Linked DNA regions of Sus scrofa: region 2 is linked to region 1. The links are chromatin contacts, called in public HiChIP or PLAC-seq maps. All regions are on one chromosome and are shown on one strand. Each heading gives the region's core, a stretch centred on a gene start, on an enhancer-like site or on the middle of the called end of the contact. The rest is flanking DNA. Distances are from core to core; before and after follow the strand shown. Region 1 overlaps XPNPEP2 (X-prolyl aminopeptidase 2). Region 2 overlaps ELF4 (ETS-related transcription factor Elf-4).

The links. HiChIP or PLAC-seq counts read pairs in DNA pulled down with a chosen protein or histone mark.
Region 2: a contact with region 1 is called in an H3K27ac HiChIP or PLAC-seq map of alveolar macrophages. The contact joins two enhancer-like sites. A contact is called at or near these places in 1 of 5 promoter capture datasets (fetal liver) and 1 of 2 datasets of contacts at active chromatin or transcription factors (alveolar macrophages).

What each region holds. Positions count from the first base shown.
Region 1 is chrX:106,353,067-106,355,843 of Sscrofa11.1, forward strand. XPNPEP2 (X-prolyl aminopeptidase 2) reads left to right here. Exons shown (of 22, transcript NM_001004048.1): 15 at 150-221; 16 at 2,172-2,232. Among named protein-coding and RNA genes, the nearest start is that of SASH3, 19 kb to the right of the region's middle. Within about 2 kb of position 1,320, at least 11 of the 83 cell types and tissues checked have an H3K27ac peak or open chromatin away from gene starts, as enhancers often do. A contact at or near this core is called in alveolar macrophages, where this site is marked.
Region 2 is chrX:106,614,829-106,617,875 of Sscrofa11.1, forward strand. ELF4 (ETS-related transcription factor Elf-4) reads right to left here. Exons shown (of 9, transcript XM_003135369.4): 9 at 2,919-3,047. Among named protein-coding and RNA genes, the nearest start is that of ELF4, 45 kb to the right of the region's middle. Within about 2 kb of position 1,418, at least 34 of the 83 cell types and tissues checked have an H3K27ac peak or open chromatin away from gene starts, as enhancers often do. A contact at or near this core is called in alveolar macrophages, where this site is marked.

The DNA of each region.
Region 1 (2,777 bases), core at 70-2,569:
TAGCAGAAGCTCCGTGGTCTCCCAGGGCCCTTTAGGAGATCGCAGCTTCCCCAAAGGAGTTAGCTAGAAAGCCAAACCCCAGGGGGGGAGGGGTTCCCCTCCTTCTCAGCCTTAGGCTGCTCCTTTCTTAGCACCTCTCCCCTTCCCAGCCCGACCAAGGAGCTGCACCGCAAGCTGAGCTCAGACGAGATGTACCTGCTGGATTCTGGGGGGCAATACTGGTATGTACTCGCCACCCCACCCTGGCCCGGCTGTCTCAGCTCAGACATCCCCCATCTTCGAAAGGAGTGGCCTGGCTTGAATGCGCCTGAGTATCCTTCCCAGTGTCACACCTGGGAGACCCTGTAAGGAGGGCGACAGACAGAGGCCAAAACAGAGGCGCTCCCCACAGCCACTAACCTGTGAGAATCAGGAAGAGACACCCCTTGTGCCAGTAAAATGGCTTTTTTTTAAGCCTGCATATTATTACACAGTCCAAACAGCCATGCTCAGCAGACCTGCCTGACTGCACAGACACTGCCGCCTAGATCCTCACACACTCATGCATGCCCCAGACGTGTCCCCGCATGCCACCGGCACGATGCATGTTCCACGGCCCCTACTGCACAGTGAGGTGACCATGTCAGGGACAGTGGGGGCAGGATCAGGCCTCCAAGAGCAGTAGGCAGGTGAGAGACAAACGACCCTGGGGGACACCTGCGGCACAACTGGCACAGAGCACACAGGGATGTGTCTGTGAGTAGACATGTGCACATGTTCTTCTGAGTGTGTGCACAACCCAGGGTAGGATTATGCGGGAGGGCACTGTCCCCTGCTCTAGGACTCCACAATCTGTGTATCCATGTGTGTGCTCTCGTTGAAATTAGTTTACATCCCTGCAGTGAACAGCATTCCTTCAGCTGTGTTACCCTTGTACAGTGCACAACCTGAACACCTGGACATGACAGCCATGCAGAATAGGCTAAGCCTATCCTTCCGAGTGTGTGACCCATTGTTTCACCCGGGAGCTGAGCTGAGCTGAGCTGAAAGATTTTTTCTCTTTTCATCTAGGAAGCAGTGAGCTATGAGGAGCTAAGAGTGGGGGGAAGGAGGGGAGGCTGAACTAATGGAGGAGCAAGGAGTAGTTTCCCATTCTCCATCCTGTGGTGAAGGCGCTCATGGTGAAGGCTTCTCTTGGTCTTAGCTTGGCTTTGGGAACCATCCTGGCAGGCGCTCAGCCTCGCAGCCTTTACAGCCACTAGCGTGGCACTGTGTGTACTTGAGATGGCCGACGTGCAAAGGGGAAGTGAATTCATGGGGCGTGCTCGAGCAGGGTGAGGCTGGGGAAATGGTCACCTCACTTCCTCTTCTCTCCTTCTGAAGAAGTCGGCCACGCCCTATGACCTGCTCCCTAGGAGGAGTCCCTAGGGCCCTGGGACCATGCCCTCCCTGCCCCCCTCCATGGGGGCATGGCCCCAGGGGCCACTCCTGCAGCCAGTGGTTGGGAGTCAGACTCTGGCTTCTGGCTTCCGTTCACTGGGACTCTGAGCAAACCCCTGGGGCAGATCCATGGTTACAGTGGCAGCGAGAACTGTGCAGAGAGTCGGGGCTGGCACCAGGCCTGGCCTCACTGGGGCTCAGAGAGGGAGATGGCCTCGTGGCCTCAATTGCCTCATCTGTGAAATGGGGATCATGAGGTCGGCTCTGCATCCCTCCCCAGGAAGCTGCAAAGTGTCCTGTAAATGGCAAATAAGTCTATGAACCGTATGAGAGCCATACGCGCTCTTTGGACCTCAGTTTCCCTCTCTGTAACAAGGGCACAGTCTCTTCCTGGCTCCCAGGAAGCCTGGAGCAAGTCTTGCTTTTAGAGCAAGCCTGACCCAAGGAAGCCCAGATTTACAACCCGGCCCAAATGGGTGGTGCGGGGGTGGAGGATGTACGGGGGGATTCTGAGTCTCGGACAGCATCGTGATTTTGAAGGTGATAGCTTTGCAGAGTCCTTTTATGCACAGATGCTGAGGGCGGGAACTGCACGCTGGCAGCCGTCTTCTTCCTCTCCCCTCCCCACCCCCACCGCCACCCCCAGCCTTGCCACTCAAACCCCGGGGGACAGTGCACGGGAAGCACGTGGCCGTGATCCCTGCCCCAAGGTGTTCAGCAGAGCTGGACGTGCTGATTGTCCTTCTCCACAGGGACGGAACAACAGACATCACCCGAACAGTCCACTGGGGCACCCCCTCTGCTTTCCAAAAGGTATGGATCGCAGCCAGATTCCCCTACCCCTGCTCACCCAAGAGGCACCCAGGCAACCACTCTGCCGAAAGCCATGTGACTGTACGGAGGCCCAGGGAGGTTAAGTAGTTTGCCCAAAGTTCCACGGCAAGTTAGTACCAGAAAGCCCAGAGCCCCAACTGCTTCCGCAGAGATATTTCGGGCCCTCAGCCCGGGCTTATCATCATCCCGTTTCAGTACGTGAAAGGACACATACTTTGATTTAGTGCTGTCTGTATGCCTAGCCCTGTGCGCAGCAGAAAGGAGGAAAGGCGTTCCCTTGCAGGGGCGAGAAATGGCATCAGGGACGTCTCCGAGGTGGAAAGGCGCTGGCGGGGGCTGGTCCACTTAGGACAGGGTCCATGTACCTCGAGGGGGCCTCTAGGGAGTAGGGTGGAGAGCAGGGCACCCCCTTCAGGCGTTCAGCAAGTGACTGTGGTTCAGACCTTCTGTCAGAAACACCGAGGCAGAAAACAAAGGCCGGTCAGACTTCAAGGAGCTCACAGTTCAGGGAGGAGATCCATTGC
Region 2 (3,047 bases), core at 168-2,667, 260 kb after region 1:
TTTTTTTTTGGTCTCCTTAGGGTCACTCTCGCGGCATATGGAGGTTCCCAGGCTAGGGGTCTAATTGGAGCTGTAGCTGCCGGCCTACACCACAGCCACAGCAACGCTGGACCCTTAACCCACTGAGTGAGGCCAGAATGGAACCTCCTGTCCTCATGAATGCTAGTTGGGTTCGTTAACCGCTGAGCCATGACGGGAACTCCAAGGCTTTTTTGACTTTACTACATTGGTAAAAATGTGTTGGAGGTAGGACAGGCAGAGGGAGGGGAAAGGGCGATTGCTTGAGATTCAGAAGGAAGGATGATGAGTGAGTGGTGGGGGTACTATAAAGATTTCCATTTAGGGCAGGAGGGAGATGCTGTGGGCAAAATCAGAATGACCCCAAAGGACCAGGAAATGGTCCTTTGGGAACCCATGGACAGCCTTGGGGGCTTGGGTTTGGGTGTGAGGGTACACACACCCCTTTATTTCTCTGGAGAAAGTGAGTTAAAAGTGGAACCAGGAGTTCCCGCTGTGGCTCGCTCAGCGGTTAACGAACCCGACTAGCATCCATGAGGACAGGAGGTTCCATCCGTGGCCTCGCTCAGTGGGTTGGGGATCTCGAGTTGCTGTGGCTGTGGTGCAGGCCGGCGGCTACAGCTCCGATTGGACCCCTAGCCTGGGAACCTCCATATGCTGAGGGTGCGGCCCTAAAAAGACAAAAAGACCAAAAACAAAAGTGGAACCAGACAGCAGTTTCTTGTCTCTCGCTTTCAGATTCCTTTCCCCTCACCTCTGGAGTCCTTTCACTACCCTTCTCCCAGAGTGGAAAGATCAAAGTAGGAGGTTTGGACTGTGAATCCCATAAAGCAGGAGGTAAATCAGCATCCCTGGTCCACACTGGGGTGAGGATGCTGGCCTCTTACTAAATGAGCTGATCCTTTCAGTACAGCCTGGGGGAAAGGGCCTGCCCACCGCTTAACACCCAGGCTGACCTCAGGTGAGCGAGAACCTAATCTTTTGGACCTAAATGGGGCTCAATTTACGGACGACACAGGAGAATCACATTGAGTAAACACGGCTGTTTAGCCGGAGTTAGTTCCTCCTACATGCTGAAGTCACGAGCCGAGTTAATGATGGCCTTACCAGAATGTTCCTCTTTGGGGCGCAGGGTTGAAAGGGAGGCCCTGCTCAAGTCTCACTCTCCCTGAGAAAGGGCCATTCCTCCGCTCTCCCTGCATCGCCGTTTAGGTCGGGGTGGTGAATTGGGCGGTAAACTCCTGTCGGTTCCGTATTCTAACCTATGAGGGTCCCGCCCCTGCTGAGACGTGTGTGCGTGTGTGTTTGGGGTGGGGGGGGATGGAGTCGGCCCCGAGGACTGCCTGCTTAGCTGCCAGGAGGAGGCGCCAAGTGCTCGGGCCTTCTGGACCCCGCAGCGGGGCGGGCCGGACTCCACGTGTTCCTCTAGACTACAGCTTTCCACGGCCGGCAAGGGGCGCTGGCCAGACGCAGCGTTGTGCAGCTGGGCTCGGATGTCACCCCGTCCGCATGCCGGCCCCCCAGGAGCCCGGGCTCGTGCCGCGGGCGGCCGCAGCCATCCGCGGGCAAACGGCTGTCGCCGGCGCCCGGATCGCTGATTTCACGGTTGAAAGCGGCGCCGCGTGAAAGTATAGCTACAAGCAGGCCGCAGTGGGGAGGTGGGCCAGGCCAGGCGCCCGGCGGCACGGGGCGGTGGCCGGGGCTCACTCGCACAGCCAGGACAAGAGCGGCTGCCGGCGCTGAAGGCTAGGCCAGCCGCGTGCTCACCTGCTAGTCCGGGAGGCGGGGGGACGGGGGGGGGCGGTGAAGGGGGCGGGGCCAGGGCGCGGCCGGCCAATGGGGAGAGGGCATTCAAAGGACTGCTAAATCCCCCCCCCCGGAAAGTGGAGGGGGCGGGGGCCCTGGGGAAAGTTCCAAGATCTCGAGCGAAGAAAGGCCTTGGTTGAGGGCTCACGGTCAGGACAGAGGGACGGGAAGATGTCGGCTTCGGCTGTCTCTCTCTGGAGCGGCAGGCCCCGCCCTGGCCACCTCTCCCTTCCCCGGCTCCGCCAGGCCGCCCGGCCGCCCGCCCGCCCGCCTTCGCTGGCTCCACAGCGCCACCTGCTGGACACGGGCCCCCAGCCTGGCGTGCCAAGGCGGCGGCTGTTGCTGCGACCCACCGCCTTGGCCTCCCAAGCCTGGGAGCGGCCCAGAGGGCAAAGAGCTCACTCACCTCAGATCCAGCGGCCTTTGAGCCGGAGACACTTGCCTCTTTAAAAATACATGATCGGGGAGTTCCCGTTGTGGCGCAGTGGTTAACGAATCCGACTAGGAACCAGGAGGTTGCGGGTTCGGTCCCTGCCCTTGCTCAGTGGGTTAACGATCTGGCGTTGCCGGGAGCTGTGGTGTAGGTTGCAGACGCGGCTCGGATCCCGTGTTGCTGTGGCTCTGGCGTAGGCCGGTGGCTATAGCTCCGATTCAACCCCTAGCCTGGGAACCTCCATAGGAGCAGCCCAAGAAATAGCAAACAAAACAAAACAAAACATGGTCGGGTCTGAAAGACTAATAATATTTCTTGCCCCGCCCCTTCCACCGGACCTGACATTTCTACCACTCGGTTCCACCCAAAGATGAGGCCATAGTGATGTCCCAGGAAGGGGTCATCAGCAAAAGGCAGGAGTTCAGAGTCCCTCGAGGCACCTGGTGACAGCAAGTCACTGCAGGAAGCAGCCTTGCGTTCCTTGTGTACCCTGGTGTCCTGGGGTGGCCACAGACATGGGGAAAGGAGGCAGCTGCCCATAGCGCTGTAAGAGGGGTCAGCAGCGGTGGTGGCCCCCAAGAACGGGCTGTCCTTCTCCCTCCCCTCTTGTCTGCCTTAGTATAGGGCTGAAATCCTCACGATTAGAAACAGGACTCATTCATTCTTTCCATAAACATTTATTGAGCACCTACTGTGTGCCAGGCACTGTGCTAGGCGCTGGGGATACATCAGTGACTAACACACAGTCCCTGTCCTTGAGGAGCTCACAGTCTATTGGAGGGAAAACATA